2 separate regions of the Rattus norvegicus genome follow, and region 2 is linked to region 1. A link is a contact called in public Hi-C data. All regions are on one chromosome and are shown on one strand. Each heading gives the region's core, a stretch centred on a gene start, on an enhancer-like site or on the middle of the called end of the contact. The rest is flanking DNA. Distances are from core to core; before and after follow the strand shown.

What was found. A called contact is a pair of places that touch in the nucleus more often than the background predicts.
Region 2: a Hi-C map of the Rat2 cell line shows a contact between it and region 1, with 6 times the contacts expected there. The contact joins two enhancer-like sites. A contact is called at or near these places in 5 of 12 Hi-C or Micro-C datasets (the A7r5 cell line, the Rat2 cell line, Schwann cells and 2 more).

The regions. Positions count from the first base shown.
Region 1 is chr8:100,123,412-100,126,937 of GRCr8, reverse strand. No RefSeq gene overlaps it. Among named protein-coding and RNA genes, the nearest start is that of Tbc1d2b, 430 kb to the right of the region's middle. Within about 2 kb of position 1,932, at least 17 of the 93 cell types and tissues checked have an H3K27ac peak or open chromatin away from gene starts, as enhancers often do.
Region 2 is chr8:101,403,330-101,406,559 of GRCr8, reverse strand. No RefSeq gene overlaps it. Among named protein-coding and RNA genes, the nearest start is that of Plscr5, 190 kb to the left of the region's middle. Within about 2 kb of position 1,694, at least 18 of the 93 cell types and tissues checked have an H3K27ac peak or open chromatin away from gene starts, as enhancers often do.

The DNA of each region.
Region 1 (3,526 bases), core at 683-3,182:
ACCACCTTCGAGTCCCAATAGTGACACCTACTGATAGAAGCGGGAATCCAAACCAGTTTTTGTTTGCATTTTGCTTTCTTATTTGGGAGAGTGTTACTTGAAATTCTGACGGTGTAAATAAAATTCCTTTGTAATTACTTCTTAAGCTCAGTTTTTGAACAACGATGTGAATATGAAGTTCAGAGGGGAAAATTCACATGAAGTATGTTCTAAATTCACGTTGATAGTTCTTACACAGTACAGAAAATGAGAAGCAAGTTAGAACAAGGTGAGAAGTCAAAACCTTTACTAAAATACGTAACATTTATGGTTTCTGTCAGTGTTTGTGAAGTGTTACATGGTGGAGGAATAGCAGGATTGATAGAGGAACAAAAATAAGAATATGGGTTTATATTTGCAGCAACCTTTGGAATTCTATGCTGATCCACCTAAGAGTGCCCTTCCAGCACACGAATGGTTCCATAAATCAGAAAGCTTGGAACCACGTGCTCGATTCTACAGTGAACACACGAACGGGGGAACAGTGTGTATAAGAAGGGCATACCTGAAGTCACAGAGGATTCGATATTTAAAACATTATTGAACACGGTATAATTCTTCTTTCTCCTGGAAGCTTTAGGGAAGTTACTCTCCATATTTGTTTCAACTGTCTAAAGATGGTTGTACATATCAGAAAACTCTATAAATTTCTCATGAAGCATACAATGACCATTATAGACAACTTCAGATGTCTGGAATCCCACGTTCAATTTGTATATATATATATATATATATATATATATATATATATGTGTGTGTGTGTGTGTGTGTGTGTGTGTGTGTGTGTGTGTGTGTGTGTGTGTGTATCTGTCAAGCAGTTCAGTTGTTAATCTAAAACATTGATAACGTGGAGATTTTTAATCCCATGGGATAAAAATGAACAATAGAAACCAATTGATTTTAATAGACTTCATTTATTAAAATGGACATTTTTAGTGAAAAATAGACCTGATATTTCTTTTAGAAAACTTAAGAGAATGTTTTTACCTATAAAGCAAGCACAGCCCAGTATAGCTCTGTTTTGACTTGGTTGACATGTTCAGCCATAAGTAAGCCAGTGAATCACTGAATCTCTGATACACGTCCATGATGCTATTTGTGATATTATGGTGGGGAAGTGTGAAAATGTCTTATAAATTATTGGGCAGGCAATTATATCGGTGCCTTTGAAACCTGCTTTGTTTCCGCTGTGTGCTTTTGTTTGTACAACCTAGGCATATGCTTTAAAATGTCATTCAGATCACAAACGTGCGGGGAGTAAAGGAGCATTTCCGCTTCCGTTTCACAAGCTGTGTAGCTTTTATTTCATCACATTGTTTCTCAGTCAATTATCAAAATCGCAAGTTTCCTTCCTTATAGTTTCAGAGGTAAAAAATGTAGGGAAAAAATGTAAAAGAAATTGTAATGAGCAAAGAATTCTTTAAAACTCACACCGATTACAACAGAAATTACAAAACGCAGTATTCATACAAAACTTGGCCCGCATCCTAGAAGTTGAGTGGATACACACTATGTAGAGGGTAAAACAAAAAAATAAAAATAAGGTAGTTCTAGGGAATAGAAAAGCTTCGGTTCGGTTTGGTTTTCCTGAGTACTTGACCTGGCAATTCAACCGATCATTAGACATAACGGTAAAGAACAGCTCCATCTTCCCCCTTAAGAGAGTTCATCCAGAGATTGCAGAAGGGATTTGTAGAGAATAAAGCTTCACAAAACCCAAGGCTGTCAAGGGAAATGGTATCCTGGAGGACAGAGCAGGCCAACCACCCCTTCAGCAGCAAAAGCTCAGAAGACAGCCAGAGGCAGGTCTGTGACTGCCAACACAACTGCCTACCACGTCTGCCAAGGAGCCAGAAGCTGCTTGTGGGAGAATAGCCCCTACCCTTAGCATCTGGGTCCCGTGATTGTTATCCAAAGAGACAGAGTGGTAAGAGATAGTGGGATAAACAGCATCCTATTAGACACACACATGACATTCTTTCTGGGTACACAAGGAAAATAAGCTATATGTGGCCTAAAGTTAGAGAGACATTTTTATACTTGAAACTCTTTTACATGAGATGTATTCTCAGTTATAGCCTCATACTTCATAATGAGATGAGCACCAGGTAGTTACACTCACTGAAGTCTTTGATTTTAAAAGGATTTTAATGGTATTTGTGGTAGATGTGTACATTCTGTATGAATCTGTATTTCCTAGGAGTGTCTGGTTCTAATCCACTGACAGTATTATTTAAAAATTAAAGATTGATTATAGACAAGCTAATTGAAATACTCTTCAGTATTTAACTGGGATTTTTTGGTATTTTATCAGTTTATTTTTAAGAGATGAAGTGTCAAATATATATTCATAATATAACTGGTGAACTCTTATTCAATATGTACAGGGTATATGCCTATGTAATATGTAGTTATATATATATATATATAAAACATTGACATAATCATATATATTACATATATTTTAAAGTTTCAAAAGTTTCTTCAAAAGCATAATTTCCACTAAGATACTAATAAATGTTTCAGAAGTATCCAAATATGATACTGTGTCCATAGTCACTATTAATTGAAATAAAGAGATGAAACCAAGGTAAATGTAGATAATTTAAAGATCACAGATACCTTGCGATTAATGCAAAGTCTATAACACATCTCATATAGAGAATTTGAAAGTCCTTATTATTTTTAATGTAACCAACAGCCCCCAGTGTCTGAGTATTCCATAAAAGAAAAAGCCAGTATCTTTTCTTTTAAGTATTATTCTCCTATATAGGAAAGAATACAGTTCAATGTGTTGGCAATAAGCTGTGCCCACAGATAATTTGTCATATTAAAATTCATAGCAAGTCAATTCCACTGAACATGTTAATGCAGACATTTTAGAAAAATAATTTGATATATATACAAAGTAGACTTATTATTAAAACAATTTTCATTTTATATGAATGGCATTAAAATTTCAGTTACTTTTCAGTAACCAAAAAAAATAGAAATGCCAAGACCACGAGTCCAGTTGCTGTCCTCTTCATGTTGTGCGGCACCGTGTATGTATTAGCATAGCTATAATATGCATGCATATAGATCCTATATTTTGTGATATGTATATATGACATCCTGCCTTAATTGGCTTTAAACATATTTACATGCATAGACTATATTACATTAGCTTTTATTTTTATTTATGTAAATTCCAAGGTAACTTGGGAATGTACAGCATTATGCTGCATGAAGGCGGTGCGCGAAGGGGTGAAGTTCTTTGGATGTATAAAGTCACACAGCTAACAATTCACGCTCACCATCACAGCACTCACAGAAAGGGCACACGTTTCTAGAACCAAACAACTCTCAGAATCGTTAAACTTGAATTCCAAATAAAGCATTTTCATGCGAAGCTGAAAGTTTACCATTTCCCATTGCATACTGTGTAATGAAGTCCAAGCTGGAAATAAAGCTTAATTACAGGAGTCATAGGAAAATAGGGGAATAG
Region 2 (3,230 bases), core at 445-2,944, 1.3 Mb before region 1:
CATTCTAAAGTAGAAAAGGAGATCAATCAAGCAGTCAGTGGACGGAATACAAACAAGAAGAAGAAAACCAGAAGGGCTACTTTTCACTTTCCACTTTAATGGCACTGAGGGGGAAGAAAGGGGGGGAATCTTTAAGGAATTATTTTCTTTATTTTGGCCTAAATTAAGCTTTAAGCTTTAAAAATTACTATAAAATCAACTGTCACCGCACTTCCTGCTACAAACAGAAGAAAGCAATCCTTGTAGCCAGGACAGCAGGAACCTGGCTCTGTGAAATTGCAATCAGGGCGGCTGCTCTGATCAGCCAGGATGGCTCTCGAGTGCTTATCTGGGAGCTTGCCACACCATGATGCTTTCAACTGAGTTAGCTCACACCCCCTTCCAAGATGAAATCTGTCTTCTACGAGGAACCATCAGCACCATCAGGGTGATGAACCCAAACAAAAGCGTCCCCTTTCCCCCCCAAATCCTATTATGAATTAAATGCATTTTGAAATTGGCTCTCATTGAGTTTTGCCCATTTTGAAGTCAAATGCAGAAAGTTATTATATATTTAAAGGTCTTGTTTGCCCCATGCTAAGCATACCGATATGGAATTTATATTGCACTATATTTTCAAATTTAGACTGGACATAGAATTGTAAAGGTTCGCATGATCTCAGAAAATAAAGATGCCTTCCTCCAACTAAGCCTCTTGGTAATATCCTAAGAAATGACAAACCTGAGAGAGATCAGACAATACAGCGTAATTAGAATCAAATTTATAGTGCTCCTTAGTGCTCCGTAAGAGTAACGCCGTATTTGAAAATCTTAAAACAATAAACGCGTCCTCTTACTCTGTGTACTTGATGTTTTCTTCTTAGGTTTCCACGGAATTCAGTTTACTAAGAATTAAACTCAGCCAAAGGTATTTTTTTAAGTGAAAACTAATTTAGCACATATTACTCTGACGTTTCAGGAAATACTTTCAAAGTTGCTCGCTGTTTAATTTGGTTAGATTTAAAAATCAGTGGAAATGTTGAACGACTTAATTTTTGTGAAGGAAGACCGCACTGTACCCAGAGCTTTTGTAACGTTAAAGAAACTGAAGATTCGTTGAAGATACTTTTTTGGAAGACACAAACATTTTAGCTAAAATAAATAATTTCTACACAGGAGAGAAAATTATTAATTTTATACTGGAAGTTACATCTACAGGCAAGTAACTGAAAAAGCAGTCTCTAACAGTTTTTAACCTTCCCTTTCATGTGACGGAGAGGAAAAAAGATGAAAGGGTGGCTTTTGTGTTTACATCTGGAGTATAAAAGCAACTCAGTGTGAGAAAGGGACATTCCATGAAATACTATGTCAGAAACATTCTCAGTCAGAATTCCAGAAATAGCAAGATGTTAAATAGATAATTAAAATGTCTTCAAGGTTTAAACCGTGGGGACTTGGGGTTTTAATCATGTGGTGTATATTCATCAGAACTTTTGCTTTCATCTGGGTTAGATTTTGATGCTGTCTTTGGGGGGAAAAAACCAAACTCTGTGCTTTCCAAATCCTTTGGTTTGATCACATTTGATATTAGCATGCTTGGCTCCAGTAGCTCTCATTTCATTAGATGGCTGGCAGAAGCCTTCAGCAGTGCTGTCTTGCAGAAGCCTAATGGGCTTCTTCACTGCTGATGAAATTGGAAAGCTATGGGAACTTCTGTGTCTTGGTAGAGGGACTGTGTTACTCATGGCATAAGAATGTCTTTCCGTGGGAAGGAATCCGACAGAAGATTGCAGTTAATCACAGCTTTATGTCTAATAGATTTTCTTCCTAGTAATTGTGCTTAAGTAATGCAAAAGAATATGACATTAGAAAGGGGGCGTGATGAATAAAATAATATTTCATATGTATGGAACATTAATGTTTCCAGAGATCCAGAGATTTGTAGGTTACCTCTTTAAAGATTCTGCCTTCCATGATCCTGTCTTTTGTTTGTTTTATTACTGCACTCCTTCACGTCTGCTACAGGTCCCACATTTCATTGATGATTAGTTATCAGCGTTAACCCAAAAGAATATTCTAATGCCTTTACATAGTATCAGCTTAGCCTTGAAATGTGTTTTTAGGGTTAGAAGTAATATGGTAGGGATAACTTCAAATAGTAAGGATGATCATAAGTTCACTAAGAATTCAATAAAACAATTCTCATAGTTCAATTTACATATGTAAATTGAAGTTTTAGTCTTTCTTAATACTTTGAATTATAAGGAACAGACATTTCTTAAGTTCTATGAAGGAGTACATTTTGTAAGTAAGATGTAAATTTTTTGATTTTCATGTTAATGGAAACAAAATTAAGTTCATTATAGAAGGAAATGTGTCAGGCAACTGAAACATTTCAAAACCCTCCACCATTTACACAACGAAATGAAGTTGTTTAGCTTGTTAGTTACAGAAAGAGAGGGGATGGGTGGAAAGATACTATCCGGAGACGTGTACTTATTTCACACATGTGGCAAAACTGCTGGTAGGATGTCCACCTCCCTTCACCCTTCACAGTGAAGAACTCACTCACTGGCACCTCTGAGGCAGGATTATTGCTTGGTAGCAAAGCAGTAAACCTTCCTGGGTAAGATAAACTGTAGAGTAATGTTAGTTAAATCCAGAGAACGTAACTGAGTTCTTTTTTAAAACATCATTCACAAACGTAATCTGATTTTTCAGATTTAATAATCTGTGTTCCAATGTAAATTGCTCTAACGTGTTCTTTGATGATATCTATAAAACCATAAGTCAAATTGTATAGTGAATAAACTTATGCTACACAGACATACATTAAAAATTAATGTAGGCAGAATCCCAAGTTCCCCAGTGAGTCTGTTTTGTTACTGGTAAGATTAGAAAGAACTTGGCATCCTCACATGTACATTTGAAAACTGGAGAAACTCAGCTGTCTTAGCAAAACATCCTGACTTGAGTGGCTAGGTGATTGTTACATATGTGCGATAAAATTAAACATATTACAGACAGTGAAAACAATTAAAAATCACCAGACCCGCAACCTGACCCCCGGAAAACTCTCCCTTTTGGTTTCCTCAGCATCTCCAGGATGTAAGATTCAGTTTCACTCTGATGTCTGCCAAATGTTCAATAGTCTTCTGAGGAGTCTGAAGTTGAAGCATTTCCAAATCAGCTGTGATGGCACTGCGGTCTGTCCCCAGCACTCATTCAGAAGCAGGAGCTGACTCTGATTC